Regions from separate parts of the Pan troglodytes genome. Here region 2 is linked to region 1. Evidence: chromatin contacts called from public HiChIP or PLAC-seq data. All regions are on one chromosome and are shown on one strand. Each heading gives the region's core, a stretch centred on a gene start, on an enhancer-like site or on the middle of the called end of the contact. The rest is flanking DNA. Distances are from core to core; before and after follow the strand shown.

The links. HiChIP or PLAC-seq counts read pairs in DNA pulled down with a chosen protein or histone mark.
Region 2: a contact with region 1 is called in an H3K4me3 HiChIP or PLAC-seq map of stem cell-derived excitatory neurons, with 4 times the contacts expected there. The contact joins the promoter of CCAR2 here to the promoter of POLR3D in region 1. A contact is called at or near these places in 1 of 7 Hi-C or Micro-C datasets (stem cell-derived neural progenitor cells) and 1 of 1 datasets of contacts at active chromatin or transcription factors (stem cell-derived excitatory neurons).

The regions. Positions count from the first base shown.
Region 1 is chr7:30,571,642-30,578,007 of NHGRI_mPanTro3-v2.0_pri, reverse strand. It overlaps POLR3D (RNA polymerase III subunit D), which reads right to left and starts at 3,359. Exons shown (of 9, transcript XM_001155075.8): 1 at 3,258-3,359; 2 at 2,827-2,996; 3 at 1,181-1,224; 4 at 441-592; 5 at 172-296. The coding sequence starts at 2,991. MIR320A (microRNA mir-320a) reads left to right here and starts at 3,398; the gene lies at 3,398-3,478.
Region 2 is chr7:30,930,402-30,936,767 of NHGRI_mPanTro3-v2.0_pri, reverse strand. It overlaps CCAR2 (cell cycle and apoptosis regulator 2), which reads right to left and starts at 3,142. Exons shown (of 21, transcript XM_519650.9): 1 at 2,928-3,142; 2 at 1,943-2,038; 3 at 1,598-1,689; 4 at 1,076-1,167; 5 at 750-864; 6 at 449-578. The coding sequence starts at 2,000. C7H8orf58 (chromosome 7 C8orf58 homolog) reads right to left here. Exons shown (of 7, transcript XM_063816948.1): 3 at 5,919-6,059; 4 at 5,691-5,799; 5 at 5,459-5,571; 6 at 5,129-5,235; 7 at 3,630-4,577. The coding sequence ends at 4,466.

The DNA of each region.
Region 1 (6,366 bases), core at 2,110-4,609:
GGCACATGCACCTGGATCAAAGTCTGCTTTAGTCCCTTTCTAACCAAAGATTCCTGCTGCTCCCCAGGATTCCAGGACATCAGTAAGCTCTTCTACCCCTCACCTGGCTCCCCAGAAGCCCTGTTCTACAGCCACAAGGAAACCCCTTCCCCCCAGCCTCCTGGTACCCACATCGTCCTTCTCCAGCATACGCAAGATCTGTTTAGTTTCTTCGTCTGTCTCTCTCTTCTCTTTTTTGATGTTGATGATATGAGAAGGTCCCATGTCTGACACATCCACTGTCTTATCCCAGTTCCCTGTGGGAAATCACCCAGGTCACTAGGGATCGATAAGGAAGATGCCAACAGCAAGGAAAACGGAAATGGGAGTGGGGAAATTCCACTGTTCTCGCCCTTCTCTTGGGCAGTCTGAACTGAAATTCACTGATTCCTTCCTTATACCTTTTTTCTTCATCATTTCGGCTGGGCCCTGCTCAAAGATGGAGTGAGACTGGATCACTTCTGGACGGCCTCGCCCTCGTCCATGCCCCTCTCGTTGTCGGTCTCTGTCTCTTTCACGCTTCTCCTTCTTGACAGTTACTTCTTCCTTGGGCCTGGAAAAAAGAATGGATTAAGGGAAACCACTCACTCACTGTGTCTCCAAAATCTGGCCTTACTCTCCCATACCACTTCACTCCAAGACAGTGGAGAGTTTGAGCCAATAATTACACCATGAGAAGCAGAATCCAATCCTAATTCTAGCACTTTTCTCACTTCCTTGATGAGGCAGGATTTTTTCAGTTTGCTTTACTTTACCTTCTTGTCCAAAAATGTAGATTTTTGTTTGCATTGGGACTGAAAGCAGGAAGGCAGAAATGCAAAGGAACTTCAGGGAAAGTGTGATACATCTTTGTTTAAACTATTGGCTCTCAACTCGGGCAACAAAGAGAATCACTCCATTCTACTGCCAGCAAGTTAAATCACAATTTCTAAAGATGGAACCCTAGACACCAGTATTTATTTATTTATTTATTTTTTAAAGCTTGCAGAATCACCTAGGAGCCAGGGTTGAAAATCACTAGTGAAAAGAACTAAAGATATAAATTTAAATTTTGGAGCTACAAACCTAGTTATTTCCCCCAAAGCCCCAAATTCAGAGCAAGTAAATAAGGGGCAAGTATTCAGAAGGCCTAGCTACTTACTCTTCCTTGATCTTCCGACTGATGATATTTGGGGTGAAGGTTTTCTGAAAGCAAAATACAGGAGTCACTGATGTGTTAGGTTCTGACCCCAAAGTACAGAGGAAAATAAAAATTCCCAAAGGGCATCTTCTACAGACCAAGGCCACCATGGCTCTCGTTGGCACATTCCATAGTGTTGTCAGTTTTATAGATACACATGTGCCTGAAAAGGAGGAATGTCATAGTGTGGTAGCAGTGGAGTTACACATAGAAGGGGGCACCAAAACCCACTTTTAACCAGCAGCCTTAGGTTCTGCCTCTGAAAGAAGATCCTCTGGGACTTCTAAAAGCAAAGGAATTTCTCTGGTCTCACCTCTTCTCTTCAAACTGCTATAGAGACCAGTCAGTATCATGGGGGAACAGCTCTAGCAGCAAGGCCTAAGTAGGGAAGGCCATAGATCTGCCAACACTCTCAATCAGGTGACTATGGACTGTCACCACAATTTTCCAAGGCAAAGTTAGGTTTTTAAAAACTGCTTTATGGCTGGGCGTTGTGGCTCATGCCTGTAATCCTAGCACTTTGGGAGGCCAAGGTGGGTGGATCACGAGGTCAGGAGTTCAAGATCAGCCTGGCCAAGATGGTGAAACCCATCTCTACTAAAAACTACAAAAATTAGCTGGGCGCGGTGGCGGGCCCCTGTAATCCCAGCTACTCGGGAGGCTGAGGCAGGAGAATCGCTTGAACCCGGGAGGCGGAGGTTGCAGTGAGCTGAGATGGTGCCTCTGCACTCCAGCCTGGGCGACAGAAAGAGATTCCGTTAAAAACAAAACAAAAAAACAAAAAACTGCTTTATTCGGCCAGGAGCGGTGGCTCACACCTATAATCCCAGCACTTTGGGAGGCCGAGGCAGGTGGGCGGATCACAAGGTCAGGGGTTCAAGAACAGCCTGGCCAACATGGCAAAACCCTGTGTCTACTAAAAATACAAAAATCAGCTGGGCATGCTGGCGGGCGCCTGTAATCCCAGCTACTCAGGAGGATGAGGCAGAAGAATCGCTCAAACCTGGGAGGCAGAGGTTGCAGTGAGCTGAGATCGTGCCATTGCACTCCAGCCTGGGGGACAACAGCGAGACTTCCTCTCAAAAAAAACCAAAACCAAAACCAAAACCTGCTTTGTTCTTCTGTCATCCTGACCCCACCCCTTTCTGGGCTACTCTTGACATCCACAGTCATACACACGGGAGAGGCCACAGAGCCTCGAATGCCATGCCTAGGATTCATCATACTCTAGATAAAAAGTTTGCACACAGAGATGGTGAATTCTGAACCCTCTAAGACTGCGAAGTTTATGCCTGTCTGGCTTTCATGGGTTTCTTAAAGATGTCCAAACACACAATAAAAGTAAATAAACACTGTTCAAATTGCTTTTGAACGACTTTAACTTATTAGGATTCTCTGCCCTTCAACCACCTCTGGGAGTCATTTCAACATCTTGTACTCAGTACCTAGATTTGAAGGTAGGACAGACTCCCTAGAATTTAAAGAGGGGTAGGCTTGAGGCCCAACGACAGTCCTGACACACAGTAGGTCCTACACAAACATTAGTTGAATCCTGGGGCTTGGAATTCAAGGTAGTTGAGTTTCTTTAGAAACGCGCCGTTGGGTACCTTCTTGACTCCCCCGAGGGTGAGGTCCCTGGAACGGATGGAGGGAAGGCGGCCGGGGGTGAGGGGAGGCGCCGGCCGCCGCCCGATGAGCCCCCGGGCCCCAGTCAGGAGAGGTCGGGGCCCTCCCGGCGTGCTGGGCTCGCCGGCGGCGTTTCCTTCCGACATGTTGCCTGGGAGAGAAGGGGCGACGAGATCACCAGAGGGGACTGACACGAGGACCCTGGCGGAACCCCACCCCCTTGCTTTCCGGTCCCCCAGTCGGTGCGTCCCTCCAGTGGCCTCTCAGCTCCTCCCCTCCCACGTGGGGAGACTCCCGGGACCACCCAGGTGAGAGCCTTTGGCTCGCGACACGCCCTCTCCAGGAACCCCGCCCAGGAACCAGACAGGGACGCACCCGGGCCGCGGCTCCACACCGCGCGTCACAACCTCACCTGCAACGCGACCCGCCGCCAGCCTTCGGTCTCCGCGCCGGGCGGAAGTCTGCGTGGCAGGGCCTGGGCGCCGCCATCTTGGCGCGGGACGGAAGTGACGTTCGGGGGGCGGGACTGGGCCACAGTATTTATCAGGCGGCGCTTCGCTCCTCTCCGCCTTCTCTTCCCGGTTCTTCCCGGAGTCGGGAAAAGCTGGGTTGAGAGGGCGAAAAAGGATGAGGTGACTGGTCTGGGCTACGCTATGCTGCGGCGCTTGGGGGTCTTGGCCTCCGGGCGGTGGCGTGGAGGCGCCAAGATCAGGGTCCCGGGTCTTGTCGGCCACCACGCCGCAATGTGAGGATTCGCCTCGGCGGAGCCCCTGGGAGCTTGGGGGTAGCTGCTCGGGATGGGGCGAGGGGCGCGGCGCGGCGCAGAGAGTGAGACCTGGACTTAAGAGTCGGGGAGTCCTGGGCCACACCGAGCCCTGTCTGCGGGTTCTCCATGGTGACCTTGGAGTGGTCACTACCTCCGGGCAGCGACCTCGCCCACTTTCGGGGACCCCTTCCCTGTGCTCCTGGTGGAGTCCTGGGGTGAGGCTGTGGGGGCAGCTTGGAACAGCCGCAGTGGACCAACCGGTGCCCAGTCACACCCGCTTCAGATCACGAAGGCGGTGGCCTCGTGTGCGCTCTTGGTCAAAGCCTGGAGGGAATTGGAATACCAAGTTTGCTCTACTGCTGGAGGAATTTAAAGAACTTTTGTTGACTCCAGCGTTTGTGATTTAACATAAAAAGTGTCATTTAATGTTATCCCCCATCCCCCAGACCGTATAAAAACCATGTAACAATATTATGGGGAGTTTGAGGAAAGGAAATCATTTCTACCAGAATGCCACGTAGAGTACTACTATTAAAAATTTTGTAATGTATCTAGTAGTCTTCACAGAGTTGTATCACAATTTCATGTCCTTTTTCTTTTCTTTTCTTTCTTTCTTTTTTTTTTTTTTTTTCTTTTTTTTGTTGAGACGAGGTTTCTCTCTGTTGCCCAGACGGGAGTGCAGTGGTGCGATCAACACACCGCAACCTCTGCCTCCCAGGCTCAAACCATACTTCCACCTCAGCCTCCTGAGTAGCTGGGACTACAAGTGCATGCCACCACGCCCGGCTAATTTTTTCTTTTTCTTTTTTTTTTTTTTTTTTTTTTTTTGTATTTTTCGTAGAGACGGGGTTTCACTATGTTGCCCAGGCTGGTCTTGAACTCCTGAGGTCAAGTGATCCCACCCGCTTCGGCCTCCCAATGTGCTGGGATTACAGGCATCAGCCACCGCGCCTGGCCTGTATCCTCCTTTTTCAAATAACATTTCTCTGTTGCGACATCAAAGACTGCGTAGTTCTCCAGTGGCTGTATCATGATTTAAGTATTTCCCTGATTGTTTCTTTTTTCCCTGTTTTAAATAATGCTGCAGTGAATGTCTGGTACATTCGACTTGCTTTTTTTCGATTTTCTTTTTGTTTTTGTTTTCTTTTGGATTATATTCCCGGGATAGATTTCCCATCCTGGGATAACTGGCCAAAAGAAGATTTTTTTTTTAAGTAAATATTTGGGATGGGCATGGTGGCTTACGCTTGTAATCCCAGTGCTTTGGGAGGCAGAGATGGGAGGATCGCTTGAAAGGCTCAGCAGTTGGAGATTGCAGTAAGCTATGATCCAGCCCTTGCACTCCAGCCTGGGTGACACAGCAAGACCCTATCTCTAAAAACATTTTTTAAATTAAACTTTTTATTTTGAGAACATTGTAGGTTCATGTAGAGTGGTAAGAAACAATGTAGAGAGATCCCAAGTACTGTTTACTCGTTTTCCCCCAGTAGTAACATCTTGCCACCAGAATATTGACATTGGTACAGTCAAGATACAAGAAGTTTCCATCACCACAAGGATCCCTCTAGTTGCCCTTTTATAGCCACACCTCCCTCCCCCCACCTCCTCCCACCACTAATCTGTTCTCCATTTCTGCCATTTTGTTATTTCAAAAGTGTTATATAAATGGAATCATACAGTATGTGACTTCTTGGGATTGCTTTTTTCACTCGGCATTGTTCCCCGGAGGTCATCCAAGTTGTGTGTATCAATAGTTCGTTCCATTTTATTGCAGAGTATTCATGGTTTGTTTAACCATTCACCCTTTGAAAGACATCTGGGTGGTTTTCCGTTTGGGGTTATTATGGATAAAGCTGCTGTGAAAATACATGTACAAGGTTTTGTGTGAACGTTAAGTTTTTATTTCTCTGGGATAATTGCCCATGAGTGCAATCATTGGGTCATATGGTAGTTGTACCTTAGTTTTATAAGAAACTGCCAAGCTGCTTTCCACAGGGGCTGTACCATTTTGTACATGCACATTTTATGGTTCTTCATTCATATTGCTAAATTGCTTTCAAAAAGGATTGTGTGGCCGGGCGTGGTGGCTCACGCCAGTAATGCCAGCACTTTGGAAGGCCGAGGTGGGCAGATCACTTGAGGTCAGGAGTTCCAGACCAGCCTTGCCAACATGGTGAAATACTGTCTCTACTAAAAATACAAAAATTAGCTGGGCGTGATGGCACACGCCCATAATCCCAGCTATTCAGGAGGCTGGGGCACAAGAATCGCTTGAACCACAGAGGCAGAGGTTGCAGTGAGCTGAGATCACGCCATTGCAGTCCAACCTGGGTGACAGAGGGAGACTGTCTCAAAACAACAAAAACAAAAAAAACCCACAAAAAAACAAGATTGTGCTGAAATGCATCAACACTAAGAATGTGTGTATATACAATAATCAAACGTATATACACACACACACTATATACACACACACACATTGTGGGCTTTTGAAGGACTCCTGGGTGAGGCTGTGTGGGCAGCCTTGGAATAGCCACATTGGATCAACCGGTGCCCAGTCACACCCTTCCTGGGCTCACAGCAGTGACCCTCATGTGCACTTTTGGTCAAAGCCTGGAAGGAATCTGAACACCAAGTTTGCTCTACCGTTGGAATTTAAAGAACTTTTATTGGCCAGGTGTGGTAGCTCACACCTGTAGTCCCAGCACTTTGGGAGGCTGAGGTGGGTGGATCACCTGAGGTCAGGAGTTCAAGA
Region 2 (6,366 bases), core at 1,893-4,392, 360 kb before region 1:
GGGTGCCTGTAGTCCCAGCTACTCAGGAGGCTGAGGCAGGAGAATGGTGTGAACCCAGGAGGCGGAGCTTGCAGTGAGCCGAGATCGCACCACTGTACTCCAGCCTGGGTGACAGAGCAAGACTCTGTCTCAAAAAAAATTAGCCGGGCATGGTGGCGGGCGCCTGTAATCCCAGCTACGGGGGAAGCTGAGGCACGAGAATTGCTTGAACCCAGGAGGCAGAGGTTGCAATGAGCCGAGATCGTGTCATTGCACTCCAGCCTGGGCAACAGAGCGAGACTCCATCAAAAAAAAAAAAAAAAAAAACCCTAAACACCGATCCAGATTGCCCACCTTTCTTCCAGTACATAGAAGTACCCACCTCTATGCTAAGAGCAACAACCTGAAAGTCCATTGATCTAAACTACCCCATAAAGCCACACCCAACAACAGTGCCACTCGTACTCACGCTTCTGAGGAAAGAGTGGGGGAATCCGGTGAGGCTGGAAGATCAACTGAGGCTGAGCTCCCAGGATCCCTTGCTTCTGGCCCAGGGCTGCTACATGCAGAAGAGGAGGTGCTGGGGACTTCAGTAAGGGCTGCAGAACAGGAGCCAGGAAATTCAGGGGACCCCATGGTTGAGGCACTCACTACCTTGGAAAGATGCAGTCCCACCCCCCTGACAAAAGTCAGGGTTTTGCCCAGCTGTCAGGGCACAGGGGCTTCCATCCCTTCCCTTTCCAATGCACACGCTAAGGAGAGATGAATACCTGGTTGGAGAGCGTTTGCACCTTGACAGCATTCCAGGGCACTGCCTGGCCTGGGTTGTATGCAGCCTTCACCAGCACCTTCTCACCCAGCTGGGGCAGACGGCCCTTCACCACACTGCCAGCACACAAGCCAGAAGGCCCCATCAGGAGAGGGACCCTGGCCAGGCCACCCTGACTGCCCCTATGAGGCCTTTCCCATCAAGATTTCCCACACCTTGCACAAAAACAGCAAAGCAATGGCTTTGAGGCGGGTGGGGGCAATACCAGCATGGTGACAGAACTGAATCCAATAAGCATTTCCGTTAGGGGATCAACCTCAAGCCTACCTTAGCTGAAAAAAGACCTCTTCATCCACAACCCCAAAGTAGTCATGCAAGCTGGTAACAATACCAGTGAAGACCCGCTGTTTCTCCCCACCCTGTAAGAGAAGGAGACAGCTGAAAAGTAAAAGGGAGGAAACTGGACAAAATCACACTCTGCCATGAAGGTCTCATCTCAACCCACGCCCCAGCTCAGCGTACTGCATCAAGAGTTCGCACAGAATGAAGTACAGGTGTGGTGGGCATACTCCATCATTAGGGGTTGGGGCATGTTTGAGCTGGTTCTTGACCCACAAGCTTCTTCTAGGATTTCCAGTTCATTAATTCCAAGACGTAAGCTAAAGATTTCCCTGGAGCGAGAAATGAAGATGCCCCAGTCTGAAGGCTATCTGGGCAACCCCATACTAGCCCACTACCAGGAGAGGGATCAGGAATGATAAACACTATTACGTAAGAGAAGAAGAGCACCAGGCCTCCATGCATTCAGTCCCAAGGGCTGAAACTTACTACAAGGGATGCCCAACCTACCTGAAGGTGCCTGGCATTCTGGGACAGTTCTGTGGCCACAGGAGGAGTGAGCAAACCAGGAGGAGGGCCCAGAAGAGATGTTGAAGCTGTGCCTATGGGGAAAGAGAAGCAATCTCCAGGAACCGCCCCTACCACCTTAAGCACGAGTCAACCAAAGGATGTGGTAAATCCAAAGGCTACAGCTCCAGCCAGCTCCTCCACAGAGCTTCACTGGCAACCACTGTGGGCATCTCCTGCTTTCCAGAGGAACATCAGCAGCAAATTGCTCTCCACCAGGGAAACCCCAAACTAACTCCAGAGCACATACTTCCCAGGATGAGGCCAGGTAGGGAGAACAGTGATCACCTGAGAAGTTGCGTCCCCCTGGAAGCGGGTTGATCCGCTGGCGCTTAAACTGGGACATTGGGAACGCTGTCCTCTTTCAGAGTCGTGGGGAAAAGCCTTCAATCCAAAAAGAAAGAAATTAACAGCTTATAAGGGAAATTTCCATCTATACCCGGAAAAGTGGAGAATCTTAAGTAAGGATATTTAGGAAAACAGGGAGGTGGGTAATAAGAATGAATGAAAGCAATGGATGGAGAGAATATAGAGAAGAAATGAAACAAGAAATTACATTGTTCCAGTTTGCCCTGACAATAACCTAGTGGTGCATGATACTGTCATGCTGTTTTACAGACAAGGAAACTGATGCTCAGAGAGATCAAGAGACTTGCCCGGGGCCACGTAACCAGGTAGTGACAAAACTGCTACTCACACCCAGGCCTCCCAACAACTTAGCGCTCCTCTCACTATGCCACGCCACCCCCAGAGTAGCTGGCGGGGTGAGGGGCTCGAGAGAGCCCCGATGACATTCCTTCGTTCAAAAACATCCGCCAAAACCCTCCACGCAGGGCCCGGAAAAATGGAGGAGGCCGGTGCCTGCGAGGAGACGGTGTGGGCCCTCTCCCCGGAAGCCCGACCCGTTGTTTCCTCGACCGGCTGGTGGGAAGGCAGCTCCCTGGCCGACCAAACGCGAAACCGGCTGCGCGCCACCCTCCTGCTCCCACGCTCCCGGGCCCTCCGCTCCGGCCTCAGCAGCCGCCAGCGCCGGGTCTCCCAGCAGAGCCGCGGCGAGGCCACCAAGGGAGGACTGAGGCGCGCGGTTTCTCCTCCTCCCGCCCGCCCCCAAGGCCGAGGCCGTTGCCAGGGAGACGGGACTTGCAGTCCAAAGAGGGGCTCGGCCCCTTCCGCGCCCCACGCATCTTCGCCGCCCAGCCCTCGCAGCCCCTCGGCCAGCGGAGGGGCGGAGGGGCGAAGGGGCAGAGGGGCGGCGGGGGGCCCCCCAACCCACCTGCGGGCCAGGGCAGCGACACCGGGGGGACAAAGACACCCGGAACCACCACAGCCGCTACTGCCGCCGCCACCGGAAGCGCCTCTCCGGAAGCGCGACCACTGGTCGGAAGCTGCCACTCTCCCGGATATGGTCCCTCCCTCGTCTCCGCCGACCTCTCCCTTCCCCCACGCCGGCTTGCCATCCCGCGGCAACTGGGGAGCGGAAGTGCGCCTTCCCGGATCGGATGCGCGTCAGGAAGTCGCGCCTCGGTAGTGTCCTCGCTAAAGAATCCCATCAGAAAAGAAGGCTTCGGATCATTGGTTCCGGGCTCAAAGGAAGCGTGAGCTGGGCCCCCCAAACACAAGGGACCCCCCGACTGCCTACCACGCTCGCCTCCCTCTGGCAGTAGAGACTGCAACAGATAAGGAAACCAGCCCCTCCTGACTGGAGGAGAAGGATGCCTATCAGTGACCATTTCTAAGAGACATTCCTGGTCTGACTCAAGCCAGTGACCACCATGCCTAGCCAGTCAGGAATCAGTGCCCTAATTCTCAAATATGAAATCTAAGAGGCCTCAATGAAATGACCTGCTCAAAATCTTGCCAGGAGACTGGCCATTTTAGTCCCCATTAGCAATCCCGGCCCCCGCCTTATCCTCCGACCGCCCCATCATCCCTCCAGCCTTACTTTCCCCTTTCCTATTCACCTGAGGTTTACAAAGCACTTTGAGGCAGTTTAATCTCACTTTATCCTCATAACAAGTCTGTGAGGTAGATAGGGCAGGCATCATTATTCCCAGCGGGAAGCTGTGGCTCAGAAAGGTTGACTTAGGGTCTAAAAACTAGTACAGGCATCTGGTTTGAATTAGGACCTGTAAACGCTAGAACGGAGCAGAGAAGCTGAGCACTGGCTTTGAAAGTTATTCAGTTCCCAGGTTGTCCCTGATCTTCCTCATTCCTTGTGCAGTCTTCAGGAGTCCGGGGCAAGATTCCATGCAGAGGCAGCCAAAGCCACACCGTTCTCTGTCCCAGGGCTGCCAGCATGGCTCTGAGGAGGAAAGCTCAGTAACTGCCCACTGGGGAATAAAGGTCAGTTCCATCCTTCTGCAGTGACCTCCCCCAGAATATCAACCCTTTGGATGCATTATTTCAGAAGAGATGGTTGGATCCAGCCAGCTTGCAACACTGACAGTCACACAGAGATATGCATACCATTGCGCATAAATACACATCTGCAACATGCTGGGCCCAGACAGGTCACCATGCCAAAAACACTCCACGGACACCTGATAATGAGTGAGTTCACATTGTGGAAGCCCAGGGATTTCTGGTGAGGAGGAAGAGCCCTGGAGCTGCCGCATCTTGGGGGCCTCTCAAGAAACCAAGGTTCCTGACCAGACTGCTTAGAGGAGAAAGATTCAGCCCTCGACTCAAGAGAGGAGGGCAGGCGTCAGCAGCTTTTCCTGGCAATGTGGAGAAGCAGCAAGAGGGCAAAGGGCGAGGAAGACTGCACAGCAAGTCCCCTCCACCCAGGGTCACCAGGTGCACCGAGAGGTCTCAGCCTACAGAAAGGTTTTTTGCTCGTTGCTTCTTAACCACTAATGACGGCATAAAGGTCTTCCGGTGGGGGCGGCACTGAGGCCTTTCAGGGAGGTCCCTGGACTCGATCCTGTGGAATGAAAAGAAGACATTAGGCTAGAAGGAGGAAATAAAACTAACAATGGCCCTAGAGTTGAGAGAACATGATTTATCTACTGGGGGGTAGCTGGGCGTGGGTGCAGCCTGGGGCTGTTAAATGACTTGGTATTTCTTCCTCCTGGAGAACTATTCAGTACAAGCCCCGAGGCATGATGGCCTTCACCCACTGTGAAATCCTTTGTGCTCCAACTTGCTCTCCCCACAAACCTGGAAGGTGGCCTAAATGTCAGCATTGAGGGTGAGGGGTTGCTGAGCTAGGGTAGACAGATTTCCCACATTCTGGTCCTAGCTGTCACTGACTCACCGTGCGGCTTTGGAAAAGCAACTACCCCCAACCCCACCCAGAACCCAGCCTCCTTATCTGTAAATGGGGTGTTTTAACTACTGTTTCTTCTAGCAGCCCCTCCCAGACTGCCTCTCAAGTTTTGCGGGGACAATAATGACAACTGGCATGACAATCTCAGCATCCCGGCTCATCAGTCTCCTCTCCGTGCCCTAACCTGGGCTGGGCACGGGGCTCACCTGGGGTCAGAGCCATCAGGAGGGGCAGGGGGCTCAGGGTGGTGGTGGCTTCTCCAGCAGATCCGGTTGAGCAGGACCTTGACCTTGTCCCAGTGGGAGATATCCCGCTGAGCAGAGGATGAGGGGTCACCCAGAGCCCTCCCCACACTTAGACCCCCGACCAAGCTCCCAGAGACAGCTGTCACCACAGCCAGGACAAGTCGCCTGCTCCAAACAGGAATCAATCCTGTCATTTCCCCAGAGTTGCTGGCCCCCAGGGTGCCCATGCATCCCCACCTCCCCTCCCCCCACCCCAGCCCACCACCTGCCCCACATATACCTGTCCCCTACCTTGTGTCCCTGGGAGGATGGCAAGTGGTACGTTGGCTCCACTGGGGTTTCTGGCAGCCTGGGAGGGTTGGCACTGGGCACCTCCACCTTTGGGGGTGAAGCAGCCTTTGCTCCTTCAGAAAGACAGTCAGGTTGGCCAGGGCCAGAAGACACCCCATCAAGCTTCAGCTCAGAGGACCTGCTGGTGGGACCCCAGGCAGGCAGGACAAAGGGAGACACGATGGCCCCTCACCTGTCTGCTCTGTCTGGCTTAGCAGCTCCCATGGCCCCTGCCCCCCATTGCCTGGGGTGTGTAAGGGGGACGGTAAAGGGGCTCGGGTCGACTCCTCCTCGCCGGGATCCTATGCACAGGAGAGACAGGTGATCAGGGCCTGGCTAGAGGGCTGAAGCTGCTCTGAGGGCAGCCATGGTTCCCAGGGTCCCATCTGTCCTCTCCCTCCCCCACTCGAATCTCACTCACCCCTGGGGGCCTCTGGATCCGCAGCTGCAGGTAGAGCTGCTGGAGCCTTGCCATCTGCTCCAGCACCAGGCACAGGTGTTCCAGATAGCGAAGACCCTGCCCGGGGAGGCAGGCCCAGGCTCCAGGCCCCAGGCCCCCCACCTGTGGGACATTGTGAGATAGGGGAGATTTCAGCCAGTAGGGCTCCTGCCCTACCCTAAGCAGCCAGGCTGGGCTCAGCCAGCAGATGGGAGCAGAGTGGGCCCCGAGGAGGAACACACGCAGCCGGCTTCCCCACTGCCCAGCGGGGCATGGTGCCAGGCAGGGCCCCCGTAGCTGCCCACCTCCTCTGCGGAGGTGGCCGTGCACAAATGGAACTGGGGTGCAGAAAGAACCTATGACACAACCCATCAATTAGGGGCAGGGAGTGCCCCACCCCGAGAGAGCTCCAGGGAGAACCAGAGGAGCT